Linked DNA regions of Urocitellus parryii: region 1 is linked to region 2. A link is a contact called in public Hi-C data. All regions are on one chromosome and are shown on one strand. The core of a region is the stretch at or near the end of the contact, and the rest is flanking DNA. Distances in the headings are between cores, read along the strand shown. Region 1 holds the start of U2surp (U2 snRNP associated SURP domain containing). Region 2 holds the start of Pls1 (plastin 1).

Region 1 (5,444 bases), core at 2,286-4,785, 390 kb after region 2:
ATTTATAACCAATAAATGAGTAAGGTAATTTTGGGGTGAGGTAAGGGGAGGTAAGGGGAGAAGCTGCTGTTGCCACTGAAATCCCACTTGGAAGACTAGTAATGTGGGGTGGGCGTGGGATAGGTGATCAAGTTCATCAGGAAGAGTGGAAATTCCACACAGATGGCCTTCCCTTGAAGACTGTTCCCTGACTGTTCCTAAAAGCAGCTGGGATCTCTCCTAGCAACGGAGCTAAAAGTCTGATCTTTGGCTGCTGTCTTTTCCTTTATCTTCTTTCTTTGTATTTTATACACTAGAAAATGAAGCCATAGGTGGGACTGTGCTTTCATCAATCTCTGTCCTAAGGCCTAGAGAGCAGGGAGAAACTGCTTTAAAATTCTCTAGAAGGGAAGTGACATCAGTTGAGAGCAGTCTGTTGGAATAACTTGGGAAATTTTGGCTTTGAACACTCATTTTTAAGGTCTCCGTGTTGGTCAGTTTTTCATTGTTTTGATCAAAATACCTGACATGAACAACTTAAGGGAGGAAAAGTTTATTTCGGCTCAGGGTTTCAGAGGTTTCAGTCCATGGTCAGCTAACTCATTGCACTGGGCCTGACGCAAAGCAGAACATCATGGCGAAAGGGTGTGACTGAGAAAAGCTGCTCATCTCATAGCAGCCAGGAAAGAGAGTGAGAGAGCCAGGGACAGGATATATAGTCCCCAAGGGCATGATTCCAGTGACCTACTTCCTCCAACCATGTCCCACCAACTTACAGTTACCACCTGGTAGTCCAATCAAGTTACAGATAACGTTAGAGTCCTTTTGGTCCAATCATTTCCTAAAAGCTCTACCATGAACGTTGATGAATTTCTTGTAGAGCTTTTTTGAATTTCTTGTAGAGCTTTGGAATCCAAATCCTAACCCTCTCTTTCAATGTGCGAAGTTTCAACAGCCATCCATACTGTGAAATGCTCTGTCCACTCCACTTGTCCTTGAAAACACTCTGGGGGACCTCCACAAGTACTGTGGACTTCTGGCAGTTGAGTGAGCTTTTTGTTCGGCCTAGTTGGTAAGTTGGTTCTGGATGGTGCCTTTTAATTGTTCTGATAATCACCCCTGGCTAAGACTGACACTGTGTGTCAGATGCAGAAGACCAAAATGTCTACAAGCAGGCGGGGTATGAAGAATTTGTGCACCACGTGAGAGCTTGGCCAACGGGGGTGCACGGTCCACTTCCTCAGAGGTTTGCTATAGCAACCTGGATTGTACCCCACTGTTGCCCAATTTTCCCATATTTCAACAAAAGGCGAACTTTATGTAAAACCTTCCAATTTTAAAGTGCTAGCTCAAATTTTAAAGAGAAAAATCCCCCTGGCTGTGCCAAACAAAACACCTCTATGGACTGTATCTAGGATGACTTTGAAAGTTGTGCTGAACAGAGTAGCTTAGGCAAAACTCTTAAAAAAACAAACGGCAGCTGTGGGGAATACAGTAGCATCAGAGAGAGAAAAATGGTGTACTTTGAGTGTAATTGTAAAAACGTAATGCTAACTGAGGTCAATTGATTGTATAGTTCTTACTATTTATGTGAGGTCCCTTGTTAATAATAATTATGAACATAATTAAATTCTTCTGATTCTGTAAAATTCCTTTTGGATTATTTTTATCCCATGTTTGTAGTTGAGTGATAGGGCTAAGATTTCATAATTTAAATGTATAAATAACTCTGCTTCAAATCATGGTTTTGAATTTTGTTGTTTTTGTACCAGGGATTGAACCTAGGGGTGCTTAACCAGAGTCACATTCCCAACCATTTTATTATTTTTATTTTGAGGCAGGGTCTCACTAATTGCTTAGGGCCTCACTAAGTTGTTGAGGCTGGCCTCAAACTTGTGATCCTCCTGCCTCAGCCTCCTGAATTGCTGGGATTATAGACAGGTACCACCACACCTGGCAATTTGGTTTTGGATTTTTTCAAGTGTACTTAATTGGTCACATTTGTTGGACTTGATTTGGGGCTTATCATATAAAAAAGGAGAAAGGGAGGAAAGCCTATATTCCTTTGTTTTTACTGTTTCCTAGCAAATATTTAGTTAAAAATATTTTTAAAGTAGGATTTTGGGGATTTGACTGAAAAGCTGCATATGTTCACTTGATGGTGACAAAGTCAGCCTGTGGCATTGCAGGAACACCACTAGGCACACTCCATCCCACTCCTGTTCCCTCCAACTCAGCTGATGATTTCACTTTCTAATCCTAGGCTAAACAACCAACTAAGATCCAGTGTGATAAGCTCCCAAGTGGGAAAGAACAGGTTCCCATGGAAACAGAGCAGGGAATCTAGCCTAGGCTCTGCCAAGGAGATAGGTTTGTGAGGCTGCTGGAAGGAAGTGGCATCTTCAGGAAGAGTAAAAAAACTGATTAGACTTTAATTAGAGGCCAGGGTGAGAGGGAGGGCAAAAGCTCAGAACTGGAGAAAGTGTGGCAGGATCTGAGATTGGAGGGTACAAAGCATCAATCTGTTTTATTTCATGTACAGAAATTGTCACTTTCTGATCATTTCTTGTTTGTTTATTGTCTCTTCTTCCACCTCCATTGCCTCACAGGAAACAGGAGGATTGCCTGCTGATTCCTCAGTACCTGGTGCATATGACCATTGACCTCTCTGGAGGGCCAGTCATGTAGAAGATCCTGTTCTAAGGGTTCCCCCATCACCCAAGACAAAGTTCTACTTCTTCAGAGATGGCTCACATGCTTTCTCTTCTGTGAACCCTCCCCCATCTCTTCACCCATTCCTACTCTCAGAATTAACTACTTCTTTCAGAGTTCCTTGGGCTATTGATCCTTCTTTGAAGCATCAACTAAATTATGTATAGTGTTTGTTAGTTTGTAGTTTCCTTGTCTCCCCCATTCCTCTCTAAGTTTTACATCACATAAGGACCAGTCTTTATTTATCTGTCTCTGAAAGCCTTATAACACCAGGGTTAGACTTTTATACACAAAACAGGGCTCAGAAGTATTTTTGAATAAACGCATTAGGGACAGAAGGTCATGAACACTCCTCCAGCCCCAGTCCTCAGAACATTTTAAAACAAATATTTGACCACATCAAAGCTCTAAATTAATACTGTTGATGGACACTCTTCATCCTCAGAATAGAATTCCAACTCTTAACTACACTGGTTACCTCTGCCCTGTGTGAATTTGCTCCCATCCACCTCTCCAGTCACGCCCCTCCCACATCTGGTCGAATAAAACTTGACAGGAGTCCTTATTGCACAATGCACGGACTGTCCTGACTCATGCCACAAGGCTTTCCCTTCAGCTCCTCCTCTGACCGGTATGCCCTTTCCACTTTCCTTGCCTGGCTCCGTTCAGGCAATGACCTTCTCAAGCAAGCTTTCCCTCTTTGAATCCAGATCCTGATTAAGAACCCCAAAAAAGTACCAAGTAGAAAAGCTTATGGCGCTTCCCCCATTTATGTGATTAAAGATGAAAACAATACCGGAGCGTGAAATGTAATTTAAAAAACGGCACACGATTGCATGTACACTCGATTTATTTTTTTATTTTTTTTTTAAAATTTTTTTTTATTTTTATTTTTTTAAAGAGAGAGTGAGAGAGGATAGAGAGAGAATTTTCAATATTTATCTTTTAGTTCTCGGCGGACACAACATCTCTGTTGGCATGTGGTGCTGAGGATCGAACCCGGGTCGCACGCATGCCAGGCGAGCGCGCTACCGCTGAGCCACATCTCCAGCCCCTGTACACTCGATTTAGAAGTCGGTCTATATTTAACGATTTTCTTTCATTCACCGTCTTTGCATGCTTCCAGTTGCGCACGCCCCAGTTTCTATCGGATCACCCTCAGGTTGGGTCAAACGCTTCTCTTCTGGGCTTTGCAGACACAACTCTATCTCGACATTCATCATCTGAGAAAGCTGCAAAATTGCTTTCCTATGTGGAGGTGAGCTCCCGAGGTGGCGCTTACAGTATCTTTTCTCGATCAGACCCATTTTCTGAATTGAAGGGAACGCTCCTCCCCAGACCGCCAGCGCATTTCTTAACGAGCAGCTGGTTCTCTTCCCGCCCAGGAAATACAAAAACTGGCCTGCATCTATCAAGAATCGGCTCTGGGAAAACAGACTGAACTATCAGCAGGCCCTGAAAGTCAGGAAAAGGAAATGCTTTAAATTCCCAGGCCCAATGACAGGCTCAGGAACCGCGACTGCCAGAAGACCCATAGAGGAGGCGGGCCCAGGGAAGTGACTGGCACCGGAAGTCACGTGCGCGACTAGGCCTAAATCCATAATCCCGGCGGTGGATTGCTTAGCCTTACGGGCCGCTGGCGGGCTGCGCTGAGATCCAATCGTTCGGTGGTCGACTCGCTCGTGCTGCTGCCGCCGCCGAAGGAGGGGCAAAGCTCAAGATGGCGGACAAAACGCCAGGCGGATCTCAGAAGGCCAGTTCAAAGGTAATTTCTTAGAGGTCTTCATGAGTCAGTGGGTCTATGGCTGTCATCCAGGGTCTACGGACGCTTCCGGCTGGCGAGGGGTTGCTGGGGTGGGGGTCTCCGTTCTGGTCGTAACAGCAGGCCTGGGCGCCGCCGCACCGTGGTGCGCAGGTTTAGAGGCCTGATGTCCCCCTTCGGTCCCAGCCTGGATTCGGCTCGAGACCGGTGTGCCCAGGGGCTGGTGGCGTGTGTAGCTTGCCCCTTGCTTGGCACTGGAGTGAAGTCAGGGATTCAGAAGGAGACCTGAAGTCCTGAAAACGCGCCCTTGTGTCCCAGTCGGCTGGGCTCCGAGGCCGCGGTCTAGCGCCCGGGAGAGGCGGGAATCGCCTCCCGGTGTTTGGGTGTCGGTTTCTTTTTGTCTTGGTTCTTTGGCTTTCGTGTCTTACCTGCTGTGGCCATCTTCGGTGTCCTCCATGCCCTCCAAGGAGTACGTGGGCTCTCGGGTGGCAGGTTTGTGGAGGGAGGACGGAGAGCGAGGGGACGCGGGGTGGGAAGTAGCTAGGCGGGAGCGGCCACCCTTGGCAGGGTTGCGTGGCCAAGGTTAACGCTGCGCTCTACACGTGGCCTTCACCTCCGTGGAGAGGAAGTGAAAAATGAACCCTCTTTCGGGAGGGTCGCAGAGTCCGGGTCCCTCCCTCCGTGTGGTGTGTTCCACCGAAGGAAGAACTTCCGTGGACTTGGAAAATACCCAGTCAATTCCGCTTGAGTTTACAGGGAACGGAGCGCACATCTTGTGAAACCAGGGAGCTGTGGAAATAGTTTAGCGTCAATAAGGTTTTGATATCACGTCTTAGTTGCCATCTTGGGCGGGTCATTTCATCGTTTTTAATTTTTTTTAAAAAATGGTTTGTTTTGCGTTGTTTCTCATCTGGAATTCAATATTAGAATATTGCTACTGCCATGAAGTAGTCAGTTGGTGAGCATTGAGATGCTGATGAAAGAAGTTGTG
Region 2 (4,922 bases), core at 1,862-4,361:
GGAACAGAAGTAAGTACATAGGAAACAGAATAAACCTCAGTGTTAATGGTGAAGATGATGATGGTGGTGATCAGTGGAGTCTGCTCCAAGAATGAGCCCATAAAAATAAATTAATAATCCAGATGGATCTTTGGGAAGAAGAATGGAATCAGCAAAGATTGTCTTAATATAAGAGACATTTTTATTTAGTTGTCTTTAGTTTTTATTTCTTTAGTCTTTATTGAGTTGTATTGAGAGAAAAGTAATATTTTATATCTTGGTTTTCTCACATATAAAATGAGGCTAATTTCATAGGGTTGCCATGGATCTTCAAGGAGAAAACACTTACAAGTGCTTAAAATGATGAGAGGTACCCAGTAGGTCAAGAACTCTTAGCTATTGTTGTTATTGGTATTTTATACAAACTGCAGAAGATCCAGGAAACCATCCTTGTTTTTTTTTTATCAACAATTGGAATGCATCATTAGATCTGATTCATGTCATAACAAATACTTAAAATTGGGACTAAGCTAGAAAGACTGGAACCTAGGGTTATTACCATGACTACAGTGTACTTGTGCCCACCAAGACTGCATCTCCTCTGTGTGAATTCTTCCTACCTGGTGCTATTACTTCAAGTATTTTCAAATGATTACTCTTTGAATTATCAGTAGAACACTTTTATCAAATAAGACCTTGTAATATGTAAATAAGTTGCGTTGGCTGGCCTGAGGTCCCTGCCCCAGAACCCTGTTTTTGATCTTCCAGAAACCTATGACTCCTATGAACACAATTTGAAAACCCTGCTCCTTATTGGTGGCAATACAATCAGCCGAGCAGAGAACAATTTTCTTTTTAAAATAATGTGCTGGTTGTTGGGGCTGGGGTTATAGTTCAGTGGTAGAGCACTTGCCTTGCATGCTTGAGGCCCTGGGTTCGATCCTCAGCACCACATAAAAATAAATATATAAAAATAAATATTAAAAAAAGAACGTACTGCTTGTGCATTTCCAATGATATACTCTATTTACTATTCAGATTTGGAAGATACTTTTGATAAACGCTCTAGTTTTATCATTCGTACATTACAAGCCCTATCTTTGGGTTGGTTACTTTTTCGATGGCTGCCTCAGACATTTTATATTGATTACTTTTAGCTATCTCTGGAGGGCAGCTTTATTTTGCTTCCTTCACAATCAGGTCACACTTGTTTAGTTTGCATTTCCTCATGAACTTATCTTGGTCAATATTTCCACTAAATATGAAGATCCTAAGATATTTGATTTTTTTCTTTCCAACTTTATTGAGGAATACTTTATGTAAAACAAATTCCATGTATTTAAAGTCTACAATTTAGCTTTGACAGTTCTGTATGTAGTGAAAGCATCACTATGATTAATAAAGAGAAAACTTCCATTACCTGAAAAGGTTTTTGGGGATACTGAAGGTTGAACAGAGGGATGCTCAGCTACTGAGCCACCTCACCTGCCCTTTTTATTTTTTATTTTGAGACAAGGTCTTGCTAAATTGCTGAGTCTGGCCTTGAACTTGTGATCCTCCTACCTCAGTCTCCTGAGTGGATGGTATTATAGGCATGTGCCACCACACCCACAAAGCCCCCCTACCAATGTGCATCCTTTCCTCCATCCTGGCTCTAGGTAATCACTTATTTTTGTCATTATAGGTTACACTTCATACAAATAGAATCATAAGTATGTATTTATCTCTGGCTTTTTCAACTCAGCAAATGATTTTGAGATTTGTCCATGTTGAAGCCTGTGTGAGTAGTTACTTCTTTTTCAATGCTGAGTAACATACTCCATTGTATAGGTTTACCACAATTTGTTTTTTCATTCACTTGTTGATGGACAGTTGAGTTCCTTCTTGACTGGGGCTACTGTGGAAAAAAAAAAAAACTGCCTATGAACAAAGACTTTGGGCATATATTTCAATTTATTTTGGATAACCCTAGGGATATCTGTGTTGCACTTTTAAAGAAATGTTTTGTGAGACCTTGCATTCTCAACCCGTCTGTGTATCCAGGCTCAGATAAAAATACTAAATTTTCATGTTTCTCTAAGTTGAGGATAAGAAGAAATTCTTATCCTCTCCCTCCCTGGCTCACCTACTTCCAAATTAATTGCTCATCCACTTCTTTTGGGTTCTTAAAATAATTTCAACCTCCTCCTTTCTTCTCCAGCCCTGTTACGACCATGTCAGGGTTTTTTGGTGCCCCTTCTGTATCACCCACAGTGCTGGGTGCAAAGGGGGCACGCAGGACTCTGAGTTAAAGGGGCAACAAGATGGGTTGGGGATGTGGCTCAAGCTGTAGCATGCCACCCTCGCCTGGCATGCGCAGGGTGCTGAGGACCGAACTCAGCACCACATAAAAATAAAACACCTCAAACTAAAAAATAAATATTTAGAAAAAAAAGGGGGGAGGGACAACAAGATAGGGAGCAGCTCTGTTCCCTGGACTGCACTAAGGGGCCCAGGAGCTAGGGATTATGCTGCAGGCAACATTGGTGAGAACTCTTGAAGCTGCATTCCATTCACCTGACTCACGTGCTAGAGGAAACATCCCACCTTTGTTTGAGGACAGTCTTTAGGTATTTATTTATTTCAAACAGGTGTGGCTGGTATATGACAAGGAAGTGTTATGTGAAATCTCAAAAGGAAAGAAAACTTTTTCTTTCATAACAAATAGCTTTTCTTTTGACCTGTGGCTTTCAACATGTGGTACCCAGACTAGTAGCAGCAGCTTCCCCAGAGAACATTCTAGAATACCAAGTATCTCTCCAGACCCCCTGAAACTCTGGGTCTAGTTTAACAAGCCCTCCAGGTGATGCCAATTCACACTCGAGTTTAAGAGGGGGTAGAGGGTCATCTTTGGGGTTGGTGAAGGTGGGGGGGGGTCTGCAGGGATGACGTGGCCGCCGAGCCCACCCACCTCCTCCTTGCTCCTTCCCCCTCCCCGCACCTGCAGCTTCTTTCATCCTCCTCCAGAACCAGGTTCTTAGCTGGAGGTCCCCTCCCTGAAAGCTGCAGCCAAAACCCGGCGAGTGGATTCCGAGTTTGCGAGCCGGGGTAGCCGGTCGCGCATGCGCGGTGGGGGCGAGCGCAGCAGCGGGGCGGGCGCGCAGAGGTAGCTGCAGAGTCGACCTGCGGGGCTCGGGGATCCCCAGCCGGAGCTGCAGTACGATCGCAGCAGGTACCAGGCGTGGGAATGCGGGAGTCGGGGCCCTAAAGGCAGGCAGGACCGACCGAAGAAAAGCAAAGCTTGACTTCCTCGGGGGGCAGTCAGAGATCCTCGCCAGCCAGGCTCTCCCCGCCGTGCGGTGCGGCGCCAGCGGATCTCCGGACGCGCTCTGCCCACTTGGGGCAGCAAGAAGTGCCCGCAGGTGTTACACCGTGTATTTGCACTATTTAAACAATATACATGAGACGTGCGTTACTATGCATCTCTGCATAAAGTAAGGCATTTGATTGAGTCTTCTGTTTTAAACTTTCGGTGGCTGTTCGCGAGACTTTCTGGATCAGTCTTTTTCGTTTGAATTCTGTGACTTGATTTATTTGTCTTTGGCCTTTTGGTGCATAGGATCAATAGGGCTAGGATGAAACTGCATCCGTGCTTTCTGGGTTTGGTGTCTTTCCTGGAGCATGGGGGCCTCTGGATGCGGCATGAGAAATGTCAGTTTTCAGCGGATTTTCACTGTCAAACTTTTCCAGTTTCAGCTGCATTTCAAAGTACTGACTTTACAGAATCCCCTCCCCTTTACCTTTCAACATTACAGCTTTAAAAAAAAAAAATCTTCATTTGGTACTATTAAAAGAAGTTCTCATACTTCATCCTTTGTTTATCCTGTCACATTTTATGGCTTCTATCGATATATATTTCACTTTGGGGCTGCCGTACTGGATACACTTGTAGGAGGCTAAAGCTGTGCTGCACAAATTTCCTAGAGAACCTTTTGAACCCTAAGCACAATTTCAGGGCAGGAGGCAAACTGAACCCTGTGTAGGAGTCAGGAAGAAAGCAAGTGCTTTTGCATCCTGCTCTTCCCTTGGAATCAGCTTCTCTTTAAATTGAATTCTGTAGTGAAATTCTACAGTAAAGTTAAATTATAGTAAAGTTAACTTTGTGATGTGCGAGACACACTCAGAAGTAGTTTAGGAAAAAGAAAAGTTCAGGAAGAGAAACAGAAAGGGGATATTTTACCTCCTACTTTCCCCCATGATGAATGTTTTAATGGCAGAAATTATATACAGTTGGTCCAGTTTTGGTCTGCAGGGGCCTTCGAGGTCAGCCAGTTCAACTGCTTCAGTTTACAAATGAGAAAACTGAGACCAGTGAGGTTAGATGACTTGCTGTGGCCACCCAAGTCCCTCGTTGGCAAAACCGGACCCGAGAACCAGGTTTTCTGATTTCAGGGATCTTTTTACCTCTCCCTGCTGAAACTCCTCTCATCATTTGAATAGGTTATTAAACTTTCTTTTCCACTTTCTCATGTAGTCTGGTTGGAGCAGAAAACTAGCTGTGTCTAGTACTTAGCTTGCCGTACCTTATAAACTCCTTTCAAGAAGTGTCACTCAAGCCCCACCTACGAATTTGCTGGTCTTGAAACCAAACTATCCTCCTTCGTTGGCCTGGAATGCTTGTTTGCCTTCATCCCTGTTGAAGTCTGTCCATGTTGCAAGATGTTTCTCAGCTGTAACCTCTTCCTGGAAGCCTTCCTTGATTGCTGCAGCCATAAGTAGTTTGCCCCTTTAGAACCCTGTAGTGCTTATCACTGTCATCTGTGCTGCTGGTAATCCTCACTGTGTATGGTATTGTGAATTATATTTTAGTACACAATCCTTATTTTCTGACCAGGAAGTTGTCAGGCTGTGTAAACTCTTGAAGGTTAAAGCCCGTGACTTAAACATCCCACTCATCGCTAAGT

What was found. Hi-C and Micro-C count contacts between places; a contact is called where the count stands out from the background.
Region 1: a Hi-C map of muscle shows a contact between it and region 2, with 2.5 times the contacts expected there. The contact joins the promoter of U2surp here to the promoter of Pls1 in region 2. A contact is called at or near these places in 2 of 2 Hi-C or Micro-C datasets (liver and muscle).

The regions. Positions count from the first base shown.
Region 1 is chr2:106,233,774-106,239,217 of mUroPar1.hap1, forward strand. U2surp (U2 snRNP associated SURP domain containing) reads left to right here and starts at 3,536. Exons shown (of 28, transcript XM_026384999.2): 1 at 3,536-4,456. The coding sequence starts at 4,412.
Region 2 is chr2:105,839,409-105,844,330 of mUroPar1.hap1, forward strand. It overlaps Pls1 (plastin 1), which reads left to right and starts at 3,112. Exons shown (of 16, transcript XM_026385062.2): 1 at 3,112-3,190.